Regions from separate parts of the Ovis aries genome. Here region 2 is linked to region 1. The links are chromatin contacts, called in public Hi-C maps. All regions are on one chromosome and are shown on one strand. The core of a region is the stretch at or near the end of the contact, and the rest is flanking DNA. Distances in the headings are between cores, read along the strand shown.

Region 1 (5,929 bases), core at 1,794-4,293:
TGTGGTGTGTGCACACATTCGGGCATGTGATCCCCAGTCAGTCCTTCGATCTTTAGGCAAGAAAACGCACAGGCCGGCTGTGATGCAGGAGCCCTTGGGAGCCTGCCCTGCCCACCCTCTCAGGGCAGAACCACAGTCTGCTACAAAAGTAACAGAGTCCACTAAAATGGTCCCCACTGTTTCTGATCAGATTTCCCTAAAAATATTACAAGGGAAACAAAAGCTTCCTTTAGATGCTTTTTCTATCTTTATCTGTTCCTTTGTTTTTATATGAAAAATTAACTGGTGGTAGGACCAGTAAAACAGACTAAAACAGTGGATCCCAGCTGCTGCTGCTAAATGCAGATGTAACATCTGCCGTGTTGTACACAGATTGCTGGGAGAAATACCAACAACCTCAGATATGCAGGTGATACCACTCTAATGGCAGAAAGTGAAGAGGAACTCAAGAGCCTCTTGATGAAGGTGAAAGAAGAGAATGAAAAAGATGGCTTGAAACTCAACAGGCAAAAAACTAAGATAATGGCAACCAGTTCTATCACTTCATGGCAAAAAGAAGGGGGAAAAGTGGAAATAGTAACAAGTTTTCTTTTCTTAGGTTCCAAAATCACTGCAGATGATGACTATAGCCATGAAATTAAAAGACACTTGCACCTTGGAAGGAAAGTTATGATAAACCCAGACAGCGTATTAAAAAGCAGAGATATCACTTTGCCACCAAAGGTGTGCATAGTCAAAGCTATGGTTTTTCCAGTAGTCATGTATGGATGTGAGAGTTGGACCATAAACAAGGCTGAGCACCGAAGAATTGATGCTTTTAAACTGTGGTGCTGGAGAAGATTCTTGAGAGTCCCTTGGACTGCAAGAAGATCAAACCAGTCAATCCTAAAGGAAATTAACCCTGAATACTCACTGGAAGGACTGATGCTGAAGCTCCAATACTTTGCCCACCTGATACGAAAAGCCGACTCATTGAAAAAGATCCTGATGCTGGGAAAGACTAAAGGCAAAAGGAGAAGCAGGTGACAGAGGATGAGATGGTTGGATGGCATCACCGAGTCAGTGGACATGAGTTTGAGCAAACTCCGGGAGACAGAGAAGGACAGAGAAGCCTGGCATGCCGCAGTTCATCAGGTCGCAGAGTCGGACATGACTTAGCAACTGAGCAACAACAACAAACAGCAAACGGTGGCTTTTAAAGTCATATCTTTTAGGTGTTCTTAGAGATCACCCTCAGGACTCAAACCTAAAGCAAAGGAAGAAAGACCTGTATCACAGCTACTGAAGTGACATCACCTGCCCTTGAAGGTTCGAAGAAATAAGTTAACATACGGGGGACCTTGCAGCTTAGAAAAGGGTTACCGTCTGATACCTGCCAGTGAAAACCCAGTTTTTCATTCTTTTCATTGTCCCCCTGCCCAGTGTTCAATAAAGGTTAGACAAACATCTGCTGAATGAATGCTAGCGTACTGTGATATGTACAATGTTAACATTTTAGGTTCTTTTACTGGCAAGGTGAAAGGCAGCACCTATCATCAAAAAGGCTACAGATAACAAATGCTGGAGAGAGTGTGGAGTAAAGTGCACCCTCCTGCACTGCTGGTGGGATGGAAACTGGGGCAGCCGCTAGGGAGAACAGTGTGGAGGCTGTTACCACAGAACACGTGATCCCACTCCTGCACACACGTTGGAAAAGACAGAGGCCCCGACATTCACAGGAGCACTGTTCACAAAAGCCAAGACACGGGAACAACCCAAGTGCTCACTAACAGGTGGCTTAAGGAGATGCAGTGCATTTGTACGAGGGACTACTGCTCAGGCATAAAAAAGAATGAAATATTGCCATCTGCAGCAACACGGATGAACCTAGAGATTATTATACCAAACGAAAGACCAATATTATATATCATGTATATGTGGAATCTGAAAAATAATACAAATCAATCTATACATAAAACAAACAGACTCATAGACACAGAAAACAAACCTATGGTTACTGAAGGAGAGAGGGAAGGGGTAGATAAACTAGGGGCATGGGATTAACAGATACCAACCACCATACACAATAAGACAAGTAACGAGGATTTACTGTATAGCACAGAGGATTATATTTAGTATCTTGTAATAAGTTATAAAGGAAAATAATCTGAATATATATATATATAAACCTGAACCACTTTGCTCTTCACCTGAAATTAACACAATACTGTAAATTAACTATATCTTAACTAAAAGAAAGAAAGGGAAGTAAAGAGAGGCAGCACAGGTTAGGTATGGGGTAAGAAAGACTCAGGTCAAATCTTGGCTCTGTCTGTTGATAAAATGCGTTCGTATCCAATGGTGCCTGACAAGCACTGTATTTAAGACTGTGCTACCCTCAGCAACTTGCTCACACCAGCAGAACTAGGTTATCCCGTAACTGAAAACTACACCACGGAGGGAAGGCCTCCTTGTCCCCTGCTACTCAAAGAGCGCTCTGGACCAGCATAAATTCAGCACAGCCACAGGCACAGACAGTGCTGTGACAGGCCTTGTCTCCCCTGCTTGCCCTCTCTGAGCCGTCCCCAGCCCTTGTTCCTTTTCATCAGCGGTGGACAGGGACCCCTACCTCAGCTTCTGTGCTCTCAAGGCCCTCCCCACTACCTGCCTGGCTGCTTTACACAGCCTGCCAGGAGCTGTTGGCAGTTCATGAAGAAAATGGAACACTTTTTGAAACCTCTCGCAAGGCTTTCTTAAGTAAAAATGAGCTTTCAATCTCAAAAAACAAAACTGACTCCCACCTGCTCCTATGAAAAACAAAGGATGACTGGATATTTGAGGTGGGGGACAAAGATGAAACAAGGGAAACAAGAAAAGTACCAGCTGCCTGAGACAAAGAACGCAGGGGGGGTGGGGGTGGGGACATTCCCAGCACTTTCTATTATCTGGCAACAATAATCTTGATTTTGTCTCTAGAAGATTAAAGGTTAACCAGAGTTCATCCCAATCTGGGGCAAACAGCCACTGCAGGCAGAGTGGTTGACTGAGTGTGATCAGGTTGACGAGCAAAGTCCACGGGGCTTAGGGAAAGGCCCAGGCTCTGCCCCCACCAGTCTTCCCCAGTGCACTCGGGACAGGACCGGGGTCATGGGCGAGCTACAGGCAGACTTGCCTTGTGCAGCTTAGCTGACACTCTAATCTATCATCAGAAGTAGGAGACTCAAACACAGCGTTAAGTGTATTCTGCTTTAAAAACAATCCTATCATTGCATAATGCCGTGTTTTTAAAAACCTGAAAGCTCCTACAGAAACAGCCAGGAAGAATGGGCTAATCTTAAATTGTGATGGATGCATCACTCTAATCCTTTAAAGAACTACACAGACTACACAAACCATGCCTTTTTCGACAACAACTTACCATTATGCATAGCACAACTGAATGAGTTGTTTGGGGGGTAACATCATTTAAAGGTAGAATGTGTGTGAGATTCATCAAGAAAATGTACAAAATTTAACAGAGCTTAGTCAAACATTTACTGAACTACCCTCACTACGTACAGAACACCGTATTAAACAGCAGGCCAAATACAAAAGAAAGACGATCTCCTGCAGTGCCGTGACCCAACACACAGGTGGCAGAGGAGAAACGAATGCACGCGGCAGCAAGTGCAGTCGCAGGGCAGCCTGAGAAGGCAGCGCCGCTGCTGACGGCCACTCAAGAGAAACTTCCTGAAGACTCGACAGCGGTTCAGTTCAGTTTAGATGTTCAGTCGTGTCCGACTCTGTGCGACTCCATGGAGCTGTACTGATTAACAAAAGTCACTAACGTCTGAGAATCTGCTACATGCGGGCCACTGGTCTAAGCTCTTTACCAGGCTTCTCTTTTTAATCCTCTCCAATAATTCTACTATCACTCCCATCCACAAACGAAGACATTGAGGTGCAGAGAGGTTAGGTCACTTGGCCAGGGTCACACAGCTGGCAAAGGCAGAGACAGGACTCTTGTATCAATGCACCCCCAGTGTTTGGCCCCAGGACCCATCGAGTTAAACCTCGGTTAGCAATCCTCTCTCCTGAGTAAGGGAGACAGGAGAAGCTCACTTCAGATAAGGACAGCTCCATGGCAGAGAATGCTGAGCAAGGCAGCAACACAGTCTACTCCGTTTGAATGGAGTCAAGAAAACAAAACTGTGGTGAAGGAAGTGACGGAGTCAGAAGCTAACAGACAGATGACTGCCTTGAGCAAAGCTTCATAGGTTTCTATATTCATGTTCTAACCTGATGATCTAAACGCTCCCAGTACCATTAGTAAGAATCTCAAATTCGACTGCAAAACTGGGAAGAATGCAGAAGAAAACTGCCACAGTAACCTTAACTCACCCTTCCCTCCCCAGATACTGCAGCGACTTGGAATACTTGTGATCCTGCACAGTCTATGCAGAGCAAGAGGCTGACACCTTTGCTGAGAACAAACCCACAGCCCTAGGACAGCTGTAAAGTTTTTATCATCATATTTACTATAGCTTCAGGTGCTGCAAAGGAAATACGGTACCACTTTCTCTCTCATAACTCAAAAACAGCATGCTAAAGTTTTCTTCAAGAATATGATAGATAACAAATATTGTGGCATCTCCTTGAGCTATTAAAATAAGAAATGAATCATCACCATAACTCGCTGAGAATCAAAAATGAGCTTGAATCGGTTAGGTAAAGCAATTGTGCCACCTGGTGGGCACACACATCACTACAACATTTCAATGATCCCTGTGTTATCTGGAGGTGGGAGTAGTGGGCTGAGACTCAGCCAGAGACTCAGTCAGGCTATGATGAAAGCACCAGTCCCTCCTTGTCAGGGATAAAATATGCTTCCTTTATGACAATGCCATTTCTTAATGTAGTTTTGTTAGAAGCCCACTTTAGAGAAAAAGTTCCCCCCACCCTCTGCACCCAAGTAAACACTACAAATCCAGCCCAATCTCACAGACAATCTCATCAAGCGAAATAAGAAACACGAGCACCTCACTAAGCCACACACAGTGGCATTCAGCCGCGAGCATCTATTCCTACCTGGTCCACCCAGAATCAGCAGATATGACTCTGGACACATCCTCCCCCACCTCAGTGCCGCAGGGCCCTCCTCTAAGAGTAGGCAGACCATCGTGCCTTCCAGGGCTAACCATTTAACTGTTAGATTTACACTTGCTTGTGTGTTGCATTAATTTTTTTTCCAATAAAAAGATAAGTGCACTCCTCCCCGTTTACTCTAGTACTCACACACAAAGGCATATGCCTATTCTCTGTTGTAGAAACTGATCATCACTGGAATGAAGGACATTTAGTTGTGACTAATCAAAATAACCATCCTTCTCCTTAAACATGGCCCAAGTCTGTGGCAAGGAGTAAGATGCACGCAGTGGCAACTCGCCTGCTAGCCGCCTGTACCCCATCACAGCACGTCAGCATCTGATGGCCACGGCCCCAAGGCAGCTGTGCCCTCAAGCCTGTCCTGTCCACTCTCGGGAGCTGCTCTGTGCACACAAGCTGAGGAAGGAACCACGCTCACAAGGTCTGCATCTTCCTCAATTAAAGGCAACCTTTCCTGACATTAAAAGAGGGAGAAAAAGACTAACCCTTGACTCACCTATAATCTCACAGTGAACTACAGTGCAAACAGCCCTGGACGATGAGTAACAGCCCTTCAGTTTCTATCAGGAACTTGCAGCTAAGTCCATTTCATCATTTGTCAAATAAGAGGTATTTTTATAAATTCTCTGTACAAAAATATACATATACATAAATACTCAGAGGCACCGACTCAGTCCCTGAACACCACCAGAGCCATGTTCTATTTCAGTAGTTTCCAATCCTGACTGATAAGAACTGTCTGACAAACATCTTTAGAATACTGACTCAGGTTCCACCCTGTTTTGTAATGTATGTGTATCAATAT
Region 2 (5,929 bases), core at 1,577-4,076, 190 kb before region 1:
GCCTTGTCACAGGTGACATCTCAGCAGCTGGACCACACTGGGGCCCCACAAGTAGGGCTGGAGGAGGGCCCTCAGGCAGCACTGGGTCCTTTCGGCCCCTCGTCTCCATGCCCCTGGGCTGTTTCCACCCAGGACCTCCGCAGGCTGACCTCTCCTGGCAGAGCATAAGCAGGGGAAGTAAGGGGGGTGCCCCAAGGGGCCGTGCAAGGGGTACAGACGTGCGGGACAAAGAGGAGGGCTGGCTGGGCCAGGGGAAGGACAGGGCAGAGAGAGGGACTGAGGGCTGAATGAATGCATGACTGTTGTCTCTTTTGAGATTCCCCAGGCACTCCCCAGGGAGATCATTCAGGCAACCAAGACGGCCAGAAGGGGCAGAGACGTTGCTTTGCCGACAAAGGTCTGTCTCGTCAAGGCGATGGTTTTCCCAGTAGTCATGCATGGATGTGAGAGTTGGACTATAAAGAAACCTGAGCGCCGAAGAATGGATGCTTTTGAACTGTGGTGTTGGAGAAGACTCTTGGGAGTCCCTTGGACTGCAAGGAGATCCAACCAGTCCATCCTAAAGGAGATCAGTCCTGGGTGTTCTTTGGAAGGAATGATGCTAAAGCTGAAACTCCAGTACTTTGGCCACCTGATGCAAAGAGCTGACTCATTTGAAAAGATCCTGATGCTGGGAAAGATTGAGGGCAGGAGGAGAAGGGGATGACAGAGGATGAGATGGTTGGATGGCATCACCGACTCAATGGACATGGGTTTGGGTGGACTCCGGGAGTTGGTGATGGACAGGGAGGCCTGGCATGCTGTGGTTCATGGGGTCGCAAAGAGTCGGACACGACTGAGCGACTGAACTGAACTGAACAGAACTGAACTCCCCAAGGAGATCATCCAGGCAACTAAGACGGCCAGAAGGGACCCCCAAGTCCCAGCACCCCCCTCTCCAACTGACTCCTCTATATGCGGGTTCCCGCCAGTTCCAGGCACCCCCTGCCCTCTCCAGGCCCCTGCCTGGTTGCCACGGTCGCCAGGGCTGTGGGGGCTCCTGAGTGTGGCCACGGCTCTGCCACTTCCTCGTCCCCCTCACTGGCCCCTCCATACCTTAGTCTTTGGGTTGGACACATGGGAAGGGCGTCTGGACCCGGGATCTACAGGAACCAGCACATCCTGCCCGAGGTCCCCTTCCCAGGCTGCAGGTGAGGGCTGGGGTCTCTAACGCCCCCTGCCCTGTCCCCCCATGGGGCCAGACTCCCAGAATTAATGCCGCTTTCGAAAACCATCAATTAACCTAGCTGCCTCCAGGTGGAAATAAGGGGTACCCAGACCCTGCATCTGGGCAGCAGAGTGAGTGGTGCCCAGGCCTCCTAGGCCACCGGTGGCCCCCGCTCACCCATAAAGTTCAGTGGCCTCTGGGTGAGGACCCCACCCTGGAACTCACACTGTGAATCAGTTTGAGAAAAAGGTCCCCTGATGGAGTTCCGATGCACAGGACAGGGAAAGGCTTTAGTGGGGTGGGGAGAGGGGCTTCCCTGGGGCAAACCTGGAGAGGACAGGCTCCTGGGCGAAGGCAGGGGCAGGAGGGACAGGAGGTGCCCCCACACCCCCTCCGGAGCTGGGCGCAGCCGGGGCTGCGACTGTATGACCGATGTCCCCTCCCATGTGGTTCCCCACTCTTCCAGAAACCCCTCCACAGGGTAAGAGCTAGTGCATTGAAGGGTCTGCCCCCCAGGTGGAGGCCGGTCAGGAAGAGGCCTCAAGTTGACCAGGGCGGGACCCACAGGCCCCCTTCCCACTGGGGGCCCATTCCCAGCCCTGCTCACCATGTCTGAGATGCTGTGACCTTCTCGCACCAGGACCGACAGCGTCTGCAGGCAGAAGGGATGTCAGCAAGTGCCCCCCGTCACTGGGGTCCGGGGCCTGGACCACGCCGGGACCCAGTCCCCCCGCCCCCAGGGCCCCAGGAGTGGGGTCAGGCACCTTGTCCGCGGGAAACTCGACAGCAGCACCCGTGCATGGGGTCCGGTTCTGGCTCCAGTTGGTGGCATCGTCAAAGTTGGTGTTGGGGACCCAGACTTTGTAGGCGGCCTGAGTCAGGGCTGGGGAGGGGCCGGCTGAGCGCTGGGGTTCCTGCCTGGAACCCCCAGTGCCAGGAAGGAGGACCTCATCCAGAGAGACCTGGAGCTAGAGGGTCCAGGCCCCGAGGCTCCCCAACTTCTACTGAATCTGCAGAGCCGGTTCAAACCTGCCTTCCTCAGGGACTCACCGCCCCAAGATCGCCTCCTTGCCCGCCCCCAGTTCGCCCTGCCAGAATGGTGGCAACCACAGGACTGAGGCCATCGGGGCAGGGAGGCCTCGGCCCAGGGGAAGAAACTGGGGGACCGGGCGGGGGCGGGCGGCAGGCCGGATCTGCCCAGGGCTCAGAGAGGGGAACCGGGACCGGCTGCAGTTCTCACAGCTCCCGGGCGTAGGGGGCCGCTCCGAGGACGCGCCCCCGCCTACGGGCCACGCGGGGGTCAGAGGCGCCCCCCTGGGGCCGGGGGCCAGCTTCGGAGGGGTAGGGGCGGAGCGCGGGCGCGGCCGGCCGTCGGTCTGGCCCTGCGGCTCCGGGGAGCCTCCCGCTCGGCCCCGCGGGCGCTGCGCAAGGAGGGGCCGGGCGGCCGGCCGGCTTCCGCAGCCCCTCGCGCTCCCGCCGCGCACCCCTCGGGGACACGGGTCTCAGGGTGCGTCGGGCCCCCGGCGCGCCACCCCCCAACTCCCTTACCGCACAGCTGCAGCCACAGCAGCACCCGGCCCCGCGCGCCCATCCCGCCGGACTTCGGCGTCTCGGACCCTGAGACTTTGCCCCGCGGGGCCCACGTGACCGGGCGGGGTGGGGGCAGCCGGGAGGGTTACACATTCACCTCCGACCCGCCCGCAGCGACTCCTGGGCCCCTCGGCGGCGCCGGGCCCCTCCCACACACCCAGCTCCAGGACCTGAGGACCGTGGGCGCTCAGAAAGGGGGCTTGTGCGGACCACTTCCCAAGGAAACGGTGCGCTGGGGGCGGGGCTCCTCTCCGCCCCAGATGCTGCTCGGGCTGCACCCAGCTGCCTGCATTTCGGGGCCGGGAGTTGGCTTGTCCAGGGGCCGGGTCCAGGCAGGCCCTCCTGCCTCCTAGGCTGGTGGACTGTGGATGGTGGCAGACGGGTGGCACCTGGTGTCTGGTGTGTGGAGGATGGTGGGAAGATGAGCCTGGATGCACGGTGCGTGATGGAGGGTATTGTGCTGGCCCCTGGATGGATGAGGAATGGGCTGATGGGAAATGTCGAGTGAATGAATGAGTGGACAGCAATGGAGTGATGGTGGCTGGAGGATGACTGGTGTGCGACTGATGAGCGTCGGGTGGCAGAGAGCTGCATGAATGACTAGATGGTGGCTGGTGGGCAGAGGCTCGATGGTTGGTGGTGCAAAGATGTGATGAGTGGCAGGTGAATGCAGATAGCTGTTCACAGGTGGTGGATGGATAGAGTAGACTGGAAGATAGGTGATGGAAAGTGGATGGTCGCTGGATGAATAGTGGAAGGGTGGAAAGTGGAATGTGATTGGACAAATGGATGGCTGGTGGGTGAAAGATAAACTGTCAGTATTAAATAGATGTGTCTATGTATGGATGGCGTGTTGAGCTGGATCAATTCAGTTCAGTTAGGTCGCTCAGTGGTTTCTGACTCTCTGCGACCCCATGGACTACAGCCAGGCCTCCCTGTCCATCACCAACTCCTAGAATTTACTCAAACTCATGTCCATTGAGTTGGTGATGCCACCCAACCATCTCATCCTCTGTTGTCCCCTTCTCCTCCCGCCTTCAATCTTTCCCCAGCATCAGGGTCTTTTTGGATGAGTCAGTTCTTGGCATCAGGTGGCCAAAGTAGTAGAGTTTCAGCTTCAACACCAGTCCTTCCAATGAATATTCAGGACTGATTTTCTTTAGGATGAACTGGTTGGATCTCCTTGCAGTCCAAGGGACTCTCAAGAGTCTTCTTCAACACCAGAGTTCAAAAGCATCAATTCTTTGGCTCTCAGCTTTCTTTATGGTCCAACTCTCACATCCATACATGACTACTGGAAAAACCATAGATTTGACTAGATGGACCTTTGTTGGCAAAGTTAGTGTCTCTGCTTTTTAATAAGCTGGCTAGGTTGGTCATAACTTTCCTTCCAAGGAACGAGTGTCTTTTAATTTCATGGGTGCAGTCACCATCTGCAGTGATTTTGGAGCCCCAAAAAAGAAAGTCTGTCACTGCTTCCACTGTTTCCCCATCTATTTCCCATGAAGTGATGGGACCAGATGCCATGATCTTAGTTTTCTGAATGTTGAGCTTTAAGCCAACTTTTTCACTCTCCTCTTTCACTTTCATCAAGAGGCTCTTTAGTTCTTCTTCACCTTCTGCCATAAGGGTGATGTCATCTGCATATCTGAGGTTATTGATATTTTTTCCCGGCAATCTTGATTCCAGCTTGTGCTTCATCTAGCCCAGTATTTCTCATGATGTACTCTGCATAGAAGTTAAATAAGCAGGGTGACAATATACAGCCTTGACATACTCCTTTCCCGATTCGGAACCAGTCTGTTGTTCCATGTCCAGTTCTAACTGTTGCTTCTTGACCTGCATACAGGTTTTTCAAGAGGCAGGTCAGGTGGTCTGGTATTCCCATCTCTTTAAGAATTCTCCACAGTCTGCTGTGATCCACACAATCAAAGGCTTTGGTGTAGTCAATAAACCAGAAAGAGATGTTTTTCTGGAACTCTCTTGCTTTCTCGATGATCCAGCAGATGTTGGCAATTTGATCTCTGGTTCCTCTGCCTTTTCTAAATCCAGCTTGAACATCTGGAAGTTCATGGTTCATGTACTGTTGAAGCCTGGCTTGGAGAATTTTGCACATGACTTTCCTAGCATGTGAGATGAGTGCAATTGTGCAGTAGTTTGAAGTTTTTTTGGCATTGCTGTTCTTCGGGGTTGGAATGAAAACTGACCTTTTCCAGTCCTGTGGCCACTGCTGAGTTTTCCAAATTTGCTGTCACTTTCACAGTATTATCTTTTAGGAATTGACATAGCTCAACTGGAATTCCATCACCTCCACTAGCTTTGCTTGTAGTGATGCTTCCTAAGGCCCACTTGACTTCACATTCCAGGATGTCTGGTTCTAGGTGAGTGATCATACCATCATGATTATCTGAGTCATGAAGATCTTTTTTTGTATCGTTTTCTTTGTAATCTTACCACCTCTTCTTAATATCTTCTGCTTCTGTTAGGTCCCTAACATTTTTGTCCTTTATTGTGCCCATCTTTGCATGAAATGTTCCCTTGGTATCTCTAATTTTCTTGAAGAGGTCTCTAGTCTTTCCCATTCTACTGTTTTCTTCTATTTCTTTGCATTGATCACTGAGGAAGGCTTCCTTATCTCTCCTTGCTATTTGGAACTCTGCATTCAAATGGGTATATCTTTCCTTTTCTCCTTTGCCTTTCATTTCTGTTCTTTTCACAGCTATTTATAAGGCCTCCTCAGACAACCATTTTGCCTTTTTACATTTCTTTTTCTTGGGGTGGTCTTGATCACTGCCTCCTGTACAATGTCACGAACCTCTGTCCATAGTTCTTCAGGTACTCTGTATATCAGATCTAATTCCTTGAATCTATTTATCTATATATAATCTATATATATCTATATATAACCTATATAATAATATTTCACATATATGTTAATATTTTATATATTAAAATATTAAATATTAAATAATATAGTATATAATATAAATATAATACATAAATATATATGTATGTGTACATGTATGTAATATAACTTATATATAATATATATTTAGATATAATATATAATAATATATTTACTGAATTATATATTATATATTTATATATAATATATAAGATATTATATATTTA

The links. Hi-C and Micro-C count contacts between places; a contact is called where the count stands out from the background.
Region 2: a contact with region 1 is called in a Hi-C map of liver, with 2.9 times the contacts expected there. The contact joins the promoter of AMN here to the enhancer-like site in region 1. A contact is called at or near these places in 6 of 16 Hi-C or Micro-C datasets (blood, hypothalamus, liver and 2 more).

The regions. Positions count from the first base shown.
Region 1 is chr18:65,048,760-65,054,688 of ARS-UI_Ramb_v3.0, reverse strand. The region is part of intron 3 of RCOR1 (REST corepressor 1); the gene reads right to left. Among named protein-coding and RNA genes, the nearest start is that of TRAF3, 69 kb to the left of the region's middle. Within about 2 kb of position 3,043, at least 11 of the 54 cell types and tissues checked have an H3K27ac peak or open chromatin away from gene starts, as enhancers often do. A contact at or near this core is called in hypothalamus and liver, where this site is marked.
Region 2 is chr18:65,243,226-65,249,154 of ARS-UI_Ramb_v3.0, reverse strand. AMN (amnion associated transmembrane protein) reads right to left here and starts at 2,826. Exons shown (of 12, transcript XR_006056936.1): 1 at 2,756-2,826; 2 at 1,972-2,090; 3 at 1,815-1,859.